2 separate regions of the Capra hircus genome follow, and region 2 is linked to region 1. The links are chromatin contacts, called in public Hi-C maps. All regions are on one chromosome and are shown on one strand. Each heading gives the region's core, a stretch centred on a gene start, on an enhancer-like site or on the middle of the called end of the contact. The rest is flanking DNA. Distances are from core to core; before and after follow the strand shown. Region 1 has its middle 150 kb from the start of PPP1R3B. Region 2 holds the start of PPP1R3B (protein phosphatase 1 regulatory subunit 3B).

Evidence for each region. A called contact is a pair of places that touch in the nucleus more often than the background predicts.
Region 2: a Hi-C map of blood shows a contact between it and region 1, with 2.3 times the contacts expected there. The contact joins the promoter of PPP1R3B here to the enhancer-like site in region 1. A contact is called at or near these places in 2 of 5 Hi-C or Micro-C datasets (blood and liver).

The regions. Positions count from the first base shown.
Region 1 is chr27:20,278,730-20,284,895 of ARS1.2, forward strand. No RefSeq gene overlaps it. Among named protein-coding and RNA genes, the nearest start is that of PPP1R3B, 150 kb to the right of the region's middle. Within about 2 kb of position 3,897, at least 3 of the 5 cell types and tissues checked have an H3K27ac peak or open chromatin away from gene starts, as enhancers often do.
Region 2 is chr27:20,428,586-20,434,806 of ARS1.2, forward strand. PPP1R3B (protein phosphatase 1 regulatory subunit 3B) reads left to right here and starts at 2,358. Exons shown (of 2, transcript XM_005698795.3): 1 at 2,358-2,597. The coding sequence starts at 2,461.

The DNA.
Region 1 (6,166 bases), core at 2,647-5,146:
AAACCGAAGCTGATAGTCCACCTACTAATACTATCGGCTTTAGGGGTTAAGAATTCATCGTGTGAATTTGCAGGGAGACTTAAACATTCAGACCATAACATTCCATCTTCTCTCTGCCCCCCTGACTTGGACCCCCAGCCTGTAGCCTACGCAGGTGGATTGTATTGTGTCTGCCCTAATCTTGGCAATATGGCCGTGTGATTGTTTTTTACATTGGCCTTTCTGGCCCCAGCACACAGGAAATGAGGATAATTGAAGCTGAATGTGAATTTGCCAGGAACACAGAACACACTCTAGTGTCTGAGCTCAGTCTGACAGATGCTGTCAATCTAATTAGAGGGCTTTAATTATTAAAGCTCCCAACCACTGGCGGCAGCAGGTCAGCAACTCACCACACACAAGTGCTCGAGTGACATAAGATTAGGACCTGGTGGGCTCACATCTGGCTGTTACTATGGATCTCAAATTTGTTTGGTCAGGTCTCTTCTCCATCCCAAAGCCCCAGTGGTCCTTTCTAGGCCTGGGCCTACAGACAGAACTCTGAGTGGGTCGAGGTCCTGGAATCCGGACCGGCCTCTGCAGTTGACTCTTGGGGTCTTTGGCCAGTCCTTTTTTCTTCTCGGTGCCTCCACAGACCCACCTGTACTGTGTGGCTACAAATATTTGCTTAGGATCATTTTAGCAGCTGTGAAGTGTCCTGGGATCTTTGAATGAAAGACGCTCTATTAAAGCTTATGAACCAAGTGACGACTCTGGCCCCATCCGCACAGCAGAGCTCTGCAGGAGACAGACTGGGCCCATTCATCCTTCATACAGGCCTAACTTTATCCCAAAGCCTCACTGTTGGCCAGGGTAGCAGGACTTGACAGAGAACGGAGCGGTCCTCGTGTTTTCAAAGTGCCCTCTATTTCGTAGGGTTGCTTTTTTTCTTTTTCTTCCTTTCATTTTTTTTTTTTTAACCATTACCTAGTAGTCAAGGAAAAAACAGCTATGCAAGAAAAAAGACAATCATCACAGGAGGAAACCCTTCTCAAGGGAGATCTGCTGATTAGGCCATTAAAAAGATCAAGGAGGTCACTTTGCCTGGAGTTTGAATTTATACCAGCACACTGGACATTTGTACATAAGTATCAGAGTGCCATTTTTGCATGTATTTTTACAGACTTGTGTTTTGTTTCAGGATGTCCTCTGTGCGGGAGAGTAGTACTGAGATAACAGTGGGGTGTGTGCAGGGCCTGCCAGGGTTAAGTGTCAGTATTTTTGCTTCTCCAACATGGCCCCTCTGTTGCAACCTATGACTGCATCTGTTTTGGGGCTGCAATAGCATGGACTTGGAGCTCACATCTCCAGGCTCCCTGAATCCCAGGACCCTCTCTCTACCTCCCCACTGCTGCTCTCCTCCAGGAACGTGTTACTGGCTCAGTTGTGTCCAACTCTTTGCTACTCCATGGACTGTAGCCCGCCAGGCTCCTCTGTCCATAGGATTCTCCAGGGAAAGATCCTTAAGTGGGTTGCCATTTCCTCCTGCAGGGGACCTTCCTGACCCCTGGATGGGACCCACATCGCTTACGTCTCCTGTGTTGGCAGGCAGGCTCGTTTCCACTAGTGCCACATGTTGATACTCAGAGGTTAATTCCTGGAAGATATTGTCTTCAACAGCCGTTCCCACTTAGTCACTTGCATATCATACAGCTCGTCTTTAGACTCTGGGAACCATTGACTGTTACTGATGCTGTGTATGAGCTGACAGGTCTGTTTCCCTGTCCCTCCAGCATCAGAATAGAGACTCCGTGAGCAGGTACCTGGTCCGCCACCCTCACTGTTGGATCCTCAACACTAGGTACCTGGCACTTGACAGTTTCTGTATATAAATATTTGTTAAATGAATCAATGAATGGACAAACTAGAAACCTTTGTTATGGATTCCAAAATGTTGCCAGTGAACTTCATCTCTCAAACCTGATGGTGTTGGGCATCTCATCTGGACCCCCTCGACCGGTGGGCTGGTTTGCAGCATCCCAGTCACCAGGAAGCATAGGGCTTGCCTGTGGCTAGTAGACCATGATACCTGGGGTGAGCCAAGAATGAACCTCCAAAACTCATCAGAGAGTCCTACTGGGCCATGACTAGCTGGGAGCTAGGAGAGGAGGAAGAACTTGATATGAAGCATAGAATAGAAAGCGGGGAAACCAGGAAAGAGGGAGAGCCTGGAGGGGTTCCCAGATCCATGGGAACACGGGTCCTTTGTGGAAGATATCTGCAGTTTTGGGTGAGCAGGTAAAGGAGCAGTCAGGGTCTCCTAGTTCAGATACACAGTGACTGGCAACTGTTCTCTCGAAGGCCTGAGCTCCTGCGGCTGCTTCTCCATTTACTGCTGAGGACCTGAGGCCAGATCCAGGTAAGAGGGTTTTGGTAGGGAGGGGAGCAGACGGGAGCACTCATTACTGATTAAGCCTTTCTTGCAGCAGAGTAGAGGGTGGATTCAGAGGAGGGGCTGTTCTCATAAAGATCACCAGGGAGCTTGTTGAGCCGTTCAGAAAAGAGAGAATGAGAGCTGACAATAGCAGAAAGGAGCAAGAGAAAGACATTCCTGCAAGAGGAATTACCAATTCAGAATTGGAAAAAAAATGTGAATTAAACCAGATTAGATAGGTGGAATGGGGAAGAAGGAAGACGCCATGAGCTTGAGAAATCTAAGCTTGCTCAGCTGCGCGGAGGCTGTCAGATGTCCAAGAACAGCGAGGCAGGGGCGGGCTAGGGAGGGCGGTGGGCCTTATCTCAGGACAGACTGAGTGTAATAAGCTCACAAGCCCTCCAGAGAGATTTTTTCCCCATAAACAGATGGAAATATAGTCCTAGGGAATAAGAGAATGGAAGAAAGTGTATTATTTTGAGTAAAGTGAGGCTTTAAAAGGAATCAAGACTTTTAGTGAAAGGAGAGGGCAGCAGGAGGACATTTTTTAAAGATATTTAATTTATTTTTTTAAATAAAAATCTTACTTTATTTATTTATTTGTATTTTGGCTGCATTGCCTGGCATATAGGAAGGTTCCTTGACCAGGGATGGAACCCAGCCTCCGAAGTGAAAGTGCCAAACCCTAGCCATTAGACCACCTTTGTGAGGTGCCCCCCCCCCTTTTTTTTTTCTTTTTGGTCCACACTGCACAGCAGGCATGTGGTATTTTAGTTCCCTGACGAGGGATAGAACTCACGACCCCTGCATCAGAAGCACAGAGTCTTGACTACTGGACAACGAGAAACACCAACATTTTTAACTTGAATAAAATTAATACTGATTAAAGTAAAGCTTGAAGCTAGAGGACTACTTCCTTATTCACATGGAAGAGCTGGGATTTAATTTTTAAATGGATCCTGAGGTTTCAAAAATCAGCTTTGCTTTGCAAAGAGAATTCTGGAGTATCTTTAGAGGGGCAGAGACCCACAGGTGACAACCCAGAAGGGCCAAATCAGGAGAGCATAGTTCTTCCCGGTAAAAAGGGGACGAGTCCTCCAGCTCAGTGCCTCTGAACTCACCATGACCTCCTGCAAAGGTCGCTTTAAAAACACCCACATTTTATTAATGCTTAACATGGAAGCAAACCCAAATTATGCCCCCAAGTAAAGATAACTGAAGGGTCAGAGATGAAAACAAGACAAAGCAGATCAAACCCTGGAGAACACCAACAAAACCAACAGAAATAACTACTAACTCTTTGAATTAGAATATGGAACAAAAGGAGTCCTGAAAGAGACTCCTGTCCCCTCCTCACCAAGAGAACCGAATACTAACTTTAAAATGTGAGGTGAGAGAGTCACATTTCATAAGCCTGTGTGAACAGCCAGGAGAGAATATTCACGATGTAGCCTTGGGTCCCGCTGGCTGAGTTCTTGTAACAAGCTCTGCACCAGGGCTAAAAATATCAAGGCCTAGGAACGGTCAGGATTAGGGATGAGGCTCCCGGCCAGTGCTGATAACTAGGAGATGGTCATGCGGGCTGCGGCAGGTGGAGGGCAGGGCAGGTCATGGCCAAAAGCAGGAGGGGAAGCCGCTCAGGTCAGCCCCAAAGGCTCCAGCCCAGAGGCGCGCGCATGGGCTTAGGTGACTCGGCTGCTGCTGGGGCTTCTGCCACTAGTTCCTGCCTCACAGGTCATCTGCAACTTCCCCTGGAAACTGGCCTTTTCCTCTTGAAACACAGCAGGGCCAGAGAGTGGATGCTAATATTTCTTGAGGGTCTTAGCTGGGGGGGACCTCCAGGCAGTGTGGACCAAGAAATACAAGGGAGCTGGTGGTCAAATGAACTCGAGAGACAAGGTGTCTAAAACCTCCTCTGAACTCACATGCTCAGAAGCATATTCAAGGCTCTGAAGTGTCCTGCTGTTAAAAAACCCCCAGTTTAATTGACCCCTCTTCCCTAAACAAGCCAGAAAGCTAGGGATCTGCAGAACATGCTTTATCTTCTCTGCCTTACAGTTACTATTCTGAACAGCGAGAATGGTAATATTCACAGTCACCAAATTTGGTTCAGTTGATCTGATAGGCTATGCCCATCCCCTCTTGCTGCCAGATGTTTCTGCCTCAAAGGTGCCTGTTAAAATTCCGAGGGGACAACTTTCTCCAAGGAGGTTATCTACGTAGGGATGTATGCTCCCTGGAATTTCTGAACATCTCCCCTCCTGGGGAAGTCATGGTACTATTTTTCAATGTATTTATTGGACATCCTGTGTGTTCCGAAGCACTTTGACAGAAACCTGATTACTTATCATCTCTCACGGGAATACAGTGACAGGGAAGCCAAGCCGACTCCCTTTGAGGAGCGCAGTGAAACCAGTTTGGTTTATGGAGGAGTTAAATCAGAAAACTGAAGATTTAGGGTGACTATATCCCCACATTCTACAGCAGCTTCAACCAGTCAAGACTACGCCCATGGCTGCCTCGGAGGTTCCTTCCCCACTGATCCCTTCTCAAGTTTAACCTCTAATTACTTGACAAGGATGCTGACTGAACAGGTAATTTTATATGGGAAGACCTAAGACTCATATTATTTTTCAGTTCCTTGCTAAGTTATCTGGTGAATATACTGTTGCCAACAGGATCAAATCCAAGTACCTTAGCTTCTCTTCACACTTGACAGCGACCCAGCTTTACAAGCTCTTCTCTGATCCCTTTCCTGCCCTATGCCTCGTGTTCCTGCTCCCCTACCACCACCACCACTTTCCGAACAGGCCCTACTTCCTCCAGCCCCTGCCTTTGAACACTCACTCTGCCCTCTGTTCCTGGCTATGGTTTCCCTTCTCCACCTGCAAAACCTTGCCAGCGTCCTAAGGCAGACCTAGTCACTCCTTCTTCTGGATCTCCCAGTCCTCTGTACTTATAATTTAATTTAATTTTTTGATGTGAGCTATTTTAAAAGTTTTTATTGAATCTATTACAATTTTGCTTCCATTGCTTATGTTTTGGTGTTATGGCTGCAAGGCAATTTTAGCTCCCTGACAAGGTATTGAACTCACGGCCCCCTTGCATGGGAAGGCAAAATCTCAACCCCTGGACTTCCAGGGAAGTTCTCCTCTGTACCTAGTTTTAGACAATACCGATGCTCTTGGAGTCATTTGTGTACCTTCTGGAGCTTCTGAAAAGCAGGCCCCTGGTTCATCCATTGTGACACCCCGTGGGCCTCGCCTAATGGCATGTAGACGATGCTTACGAAGCATTAATTGAGGGGATGATTCAGTTAGGACCTGTCTCTGACTGTGGAATTCTGGGTCTGTGTTGAGACAAGTGTACCAATCACCGGTCACCAGCAGTCAAGGGAGAGTGGCAAGAAGGAGGCCCCAGAGCTGGCACTGGCCTCATCAGGTGAGGGTGGGACAGCCCTGAGCCCAGTGGGTGCCTGTTGCAATCTCCAGGGAAAGAGTTATGAGATTTTTAGAAGATGCTTTTCAAAAGGAGAATGGATTACAAGATGATGAGAAATAGCTCAGGACTGCATTCAAAGTGAGTCATACTGGAGAGGAAGAAACAGGGCAAAGGGCTGTCTCTGGGCCTCCCTGCTGGGGTGAGGGCGATCCTTCTGCACTGCGAGAGGCTCCTTGACTCAGGGGTCTCCTGGCTAGTGGTCAGGCGAAGTCCACTCCCTCCATCAGCCCCCTGGTATCGATGAGGCTCGTG
Region 2 (6,221 bases), core at 1,108-3,607, 150 kb after region 1:
CTCTTTGTTGCTAGAAAATGAAAGCATGAAGCAAGATTGTCTAAGGGCCAGTACAGCTCTCAGGTTCTCGGGCTCAGGACTGATATGAATTCTCCTGGAACAGCTCTCCAGAGCTTGCAAGCCAGCTCTAGTCCAATATCAAAGACTGTGCTCTTTTCAAATTCTTAGATGCCACACTCCTACCTACCAAGATTGTGGTGTGCCACAACTAACTTTAGCCCCACTCTCCTGGTCTGAAATAGTCACCTAAACCACAGGGGAAAGTATTACCCATGATTTCCTAGATCTATGTAAGGAAGATGCTTCCAAACCCAAATGCTATAAAATTGTATTTACTTGTCCCAACTCCTTCCCACTTGGGTTCAGATCACCCTTTGCCTGCATGTTTTGCAATACCTGTTGGCTCTTTACCTCTGCCCACTCCTCTAGCATGCTCCCTCCACTTGAGAAATGTAGGCAGCACTTGGCTTCATAAATTTTCAAACTTCTCATCAGCTAATAAAAGGGTGTTTAGAGTTGGCAAAGGAATTATTGCATAGGAATTTCATTTTCCAACTGCCTACCAATAGTTAATTTCCCAGGTGGTCCTTAATTAGATTTATCCACTGAAAGAGAAGGAAGAGGACTAATGATCACCCTTCAGACAGGAAGACTGAGTCTGAGGAAGCTCTCTATAGCACCAAAGACTCCAACTGCATTATTGCAATGGACCAGTGTTTTTGTCTTACATTCCTAGTAAAGTTAGAAGCTCCTTTTAAATCTCTTATAGCAGAAATTCCCATCTGCTATGGTCAACATAATAAATTTTTATAAAGCTAAATATATGCAATATGAAGGACTAGCCTCTACTGTGAGATTAGGCCCTTCCTGAATTTTGTTGTTGCTGTTATAGAGTTGTGTGCATGTGTGCTTGGTAGTGTCCAGCTCTTTGCAAACCCATGGGATTCTCCAGGCCAGAATAGGGTATTTCTTTTAAAAGTAAAAGGTGGTAACAGAAGATGGTAGGACTTGTTTATGTCTCTACTTGGCACTTTAAAAAGCTGGTAATCCTATACTAATTTCCAAAATACAGTAAAACTGGAAAACGGGGATCCTCATCCCTAAAGTGGTTAGCTCAGCTGGTCACCAAGGAGATGATATCTATGACTACATACATGCATATTTAAATTGATCTCATATGGGTGGAGGGGCTTCTAAACTCTATTCTAAACTCATCATTCTCTACAGATCTCAAGCTGAAGCACAGAAATTAAGCAGGCCCTGTAGATATAGGTTGAATCCATTCATACAGATTCAAGTTAGGTAGTTTCCTCGGAAATATACCTATCTGCTGCTGCTGCTGCTGCTGCTGCTGCTGCTGCTGCTGCTAAGTCGCTTCAGTCGTGTCCGACTCTATGCGACTCCATAGACCGCTTCCCACCAGGCTCCCCTGTCCCTGGGATTCTCCAGGCACGAATACTGGAGTGGGTTGCCATTTCCTTCTCCAATGCATGAAAGTGAAAAGTGAAAGTGAAGTCGCTCAGTTGTTTCCGACTCTTAGCGACCCCATGGTCAGCAGCCTACCAGACTCCTCCATCCATGGGATTTTCCAGGCAAGAGTACTGGAGTGGGGTGCCATTGCTTTCTCCAATACCTACCTGAGAAACCCTCAACTATATATGCAATATTCTGAGATGGGTATTGGTCCTTTGCCTCAATAACAACTTTATTAAAAGGATTTTACTGTATTCCATTCACAAGGACACCCGGACCGTGATGGGCACAAAGCAAGTGTTCAGTAATTACTTATTTTCAACAGTATCCTAGAAGCTGGGGATACTGATCCTGAAAAGGCTCCACTTAAAACGGAGGGAAACGCATTGGGCATTCTCTCGGGGCTCCCCCGGGGCTCCACGTGTGATGGAGGAACTAGCGGTCACCTGTGAACCCCGTGGCTGAAGAGTAAGGCAAAGGCGGGGCCGACGGGACGGGTGAATGGCTCTGCAATCCCGTCCGCGCGCGTAGGGTGACTTTTCCCGGCTAGGACTTTGCCTAGGGAGTGGGAACTGTGCCAGGCGCCGGCGTCCAGCCCTCTGGCTGTAACGGGATGCCGTGCAGCAGGCAAGTGCCTCTGCCCCCTGGCGCCCGTTCCCCCGGCTTCGGATGAAATTGTGACCCATCGCCCCCTTCCCAGCCCTTGGAACCCGGCCCTATCGCTCCGGGCGCGCAGCCTATCACGTGGCGCGGCGGTGATGGGGGGGCGGGGGGACCGCGGCTCCGCGGTTATTGGTGGACGGCGTTCGTCTCGGGCGCGCCCATTGGCTGCGGGGGGCGTTCACGGGAAAGGGGGGTCTGGGAAGGGGTCCCGAGTTGGGAGAGGTGGCCTGAAAGTTAAAGGGAGCCGCGCGGCGGCTGGGAGTTAGAGTCCCAGGTGAGGGGCCGCAGGGAGGAGGCGGGCGGGCTGGTCTAGCGCACGGACGGATGCGGCTGCCCGCGGAGGGCGCCCACCTGAGCCCCGGGCCCCGCTCCTGCTGTCGCCGCCGCTGCCCCTGCCACCTTGGCTGGGATGCTGCCGCAGGCTGGCGCCTCTGCACTTCGGGGCTTATGAGCTGTACCAGGTACGTCCCCCAGCAAGCCCGCAAGGCCCGGTGCCCGACCGCAGAAACGGCGACGAGGGCACGCATCAGGGACCCTCTCTGGTTCCTGCCGCACACACTTTCTCAGGCCAGCTTGCAGTTACACTCTGGGCATGGGACACTGTAGAAGGGCTTGAGGAAACTGTTGCTACCTCGGTGAGAGGGCAATGCAGGGACCAGAGGTTGGATGGAGCCTGGCCGCACCCACGTGATGCACCGGTTGGGGGTCCTGGTCATGATGGGAGGCTGGGGCTGGGAGTCCAGACCACTTTTGGTCCCTACTGTGCCGAGTTCGAACCTGACACTAGGCTTTTCCGCCTGGGAACCGACACTCCTAGAGCTGAGCCCTGGGATCTTGAGCACAAGGGAAAGTCGCTGCGTCTCTCACCCCGCCTCGATTGCCCGTTACAACGTAGGGAAACACACTGGGTGATCTCTCAGGTCGCCGAGGGCTATGGGACACGGATCCGCACCGGCGGCTGGGGCCACTCGGAGCCGAGCCACATCGGGTCCCCGGCCCCCAGACGGGCCGTCCTGGGCCGGCGGGGTCGAGGTGGCCGCGCGGGGACGCTCTCGTGGCGCCTCTCCGTCCGGGGTGGCCCCGCCGCCCCGCCCTGGTATGATAACTAGGGCTCCTCCTCCTCGTCGTCTTCCTCCCCCTGCCGGTCACAACTCCGGGAACCCAGCCCAAGCCCTGCCTCCCGGACACACACCGAGGCTCACGTAGTCTGGTGGCGGCAGCTTCCCCTGCCACCTCCCTCCGGGTTCTCCGATGCGGCGAGCCAGCTGGAAAGGGGGCTTCCCCGCGGCCCCACAGGTGGGTTCCCCCCCGCCCCCGGCGAAGGATATCGGGGAGGGGTTGGGGGCGGGATGCAGCCCGGGCCTGGCTGGACCCAGGGGACAGTGACCTGTGGGATCTTCGAAGCCAGGACTCCCTGGCCTGCCCCCGTGTCCTGTTCCAGCCACCCTTTTGAGTCCAGAGAAAGAGGTGTGGAAGCGACTCAGTGCAAAAGAGGGAGCAGAGAGCCCAGAACATACTAGAAGGTTTGGGCTTTCTCCTGGTATTGTTTGCTGCAGGAGAGGAGAAAATTGAGAACTTGGAGAGTTGCTAGAAGATGTTGGGGCCTGTGGTCTGTGTGGCCAGGCCTCCCTGGGAGACCCACGGCCCAGGAGAAGCCAGAGGAAGGCCTTCAGGCTGGGGTGCAGAGGAGAAGAGGTAATGGTTCATTTGGCAGGGTTGTCCAGAAGCCAAGACTGAAGTGAAGACAGCTGGAGGATTTACCCCAAAAGTAAAGTTGAGGTATTTAGGGAAAAGTTAGGGGGAAGAAGAACCATCAGGCAGTATCAGCAACCCAGAATGTCAGAGCTCAAAGGGATCTCAGGGGAGAAGCTCAAGCCCAGAGAGGTTGAGTAATTTGCCCTGAGTGCCACAGCGTCATGTAGGCGGTCCTAGGCCAGTGCGCTATATTTCATATTGGACACTTTTAGATGCAGACACTATGCCATTTTAACTTATCTCTTTCCTATAATATGTAACCTCATCCACAGATATTTATCTCAGAGATGCTTTGGATGGTGGTGACAGAATAAAGGCGTCCAAGTGGCATCTAGGGCTGTGAATAACAGCCCCATGGTCAGAGAACCATGGGAAAGATGCCAACTTTGTTCACACTATGGCAGCCAAACCTTTTGGGAGCAAATAGAGAAATGCCAAAAGGGGTAGGTGACCATGTCTTTAAAACAAAAATTATACCTGGTAACTTGGTTGTGAATGCTTACCTTCACAATGTAGCTTCAGTGATCCTGGTGAGTTATTGGTGTGTCTGATATTTCTGTCTTTTCTTATCAGGGTGCAAGAGAATGGGGGAGGCAATGTGTTGGCCTCAATACAAAAGAAAAAGATTTGCCTTCTATAAAAGGCACAGCCAGAGAGTCAGTAGTTCAGCTGCTTGAAACTGTGAAGGTTATAGGGTTATTTTCTGTACAAGTTGATAGACTTTAGAGAAAAATCACCATGACGTGTAACCCTTGCAAGCTATCTTGAGAGGGTGTGTTGTTTGTCACTAGTGAAACAGGGAAAGCTTTTATGCAAAACTCTCCATGTTCTCTCTAATTTGCATGGAGTGTTAGGGTTTGTCCTCTTTTTGACCAGAAACACTGTAATGTACCTTTAGACACGTCCAGTCTCTCATGGGGCAAGACGGATCTCCTAGGCATCTATTTGGAAGCAAAAGTTTTGAGAATCCCTGCTGGTCTGAGTAACAGCTACTCGCAGTCTCATGACCTTGTCCTGCAAAGAACTGGTATCCAGGTCCAATGTCATCTCTGCTGGTTCAGTTGAGTGTCCACATCTCCTTCTGGTTTTTTTCCCCCTGACCAACCTTGGTGACTCATATTACCTGACTTGGGCGAGGGAAAGGGGAGAGCTCCCAAAGAGTCTGTCAGAAGAGAGGGCGTGAGTACAGCCCAGTGCATCCTGTGTTGGAACTGATCATTTTCATGCCATTTAAGGATTAAAACACCTGTCCAGGTGCCTGCCTTTCAGGGACTTAGGAAGCTCTGATTACCTTGCATGTCTCCAGGGACAGGAGTGCGTCTGGGTGTGGGTCATCGTGGTCAGGGTCCATCAGGGAATTTCTGAGCAGAAGATCAGGAAGGCTTATACCAAACCAGCACTTTGGTGCACCAGTTCTTGGAGAATGATCTGGTGAATAAAAACTGGAATCTACCTGTGAGGACCGACAAGGGAGACAAGAGTCAGACTGCACCCTCTGTTGAGGCCACAGGGGTTAGTGACCTCCCCTCCAGCACTGGTGACACCGAGAAAGTGAAGGGATTCTGGGCCGGAGCCTAAGAGGAATGCCTGGGCCCCCAGGTGGTTCACCTTCCTTTTGCCTTTCATGGAGAAAGTCACACAACCAATTCCACTCTAGAAAGTGCCAGTGGAATTGTTTGCTAATTCCAGTCCACAGTGCCAGTGGAGTCTGGCTCTGACTCCAGCCTCACCTCCTCAACTCCCCAACCCCCCATTCTTAAAGCTCAGTGATAAAAGGGATCACAGGGGTACATTTATACCTCTGGGTTCCAAATACTGAAACTTTACCAAGGCTTTCAACTAAGCCTCTCCAACAGGCCGGTTTAGAACTTGAGAGCAATTGCAGTCGACTTCAAGTGTGCAATTGCTTTCGCTGATCCCCTTGTGTTAGAATTCTGTTTCGACAACATTTTGAGAGCTCCCCAAACATTTTCTAATGATCTGTTATGAGGTTGTGCGGGAAAGCACGCATGAGGGTGGTTTGCAGGCCTGCTGGACGCACGTAGAGAGCCTGCAGTTGACCTTGTGCTGACTCAGGCCAGGAGGAAGCTGCTGTGGTCAAGGAGGAACCCCTCCTCCCTTAGTTCATACCCAGGTTGTCAGGGCTGGGCAGAGGAGGAAGGGCTGAGATGCGCAGCTTTGCCTGCTGTTTGGTTATTTTTAATTAACAATTCATTAAAAAAACAAAAGCTACCTGTGTTAAAAGTAGAACCGAATGATTCCAATGCATTCTAACAGAGTTTTGCAATGAACAGAGGAAAAGAAAAATTGAAATACTTGTTAAGTATAGG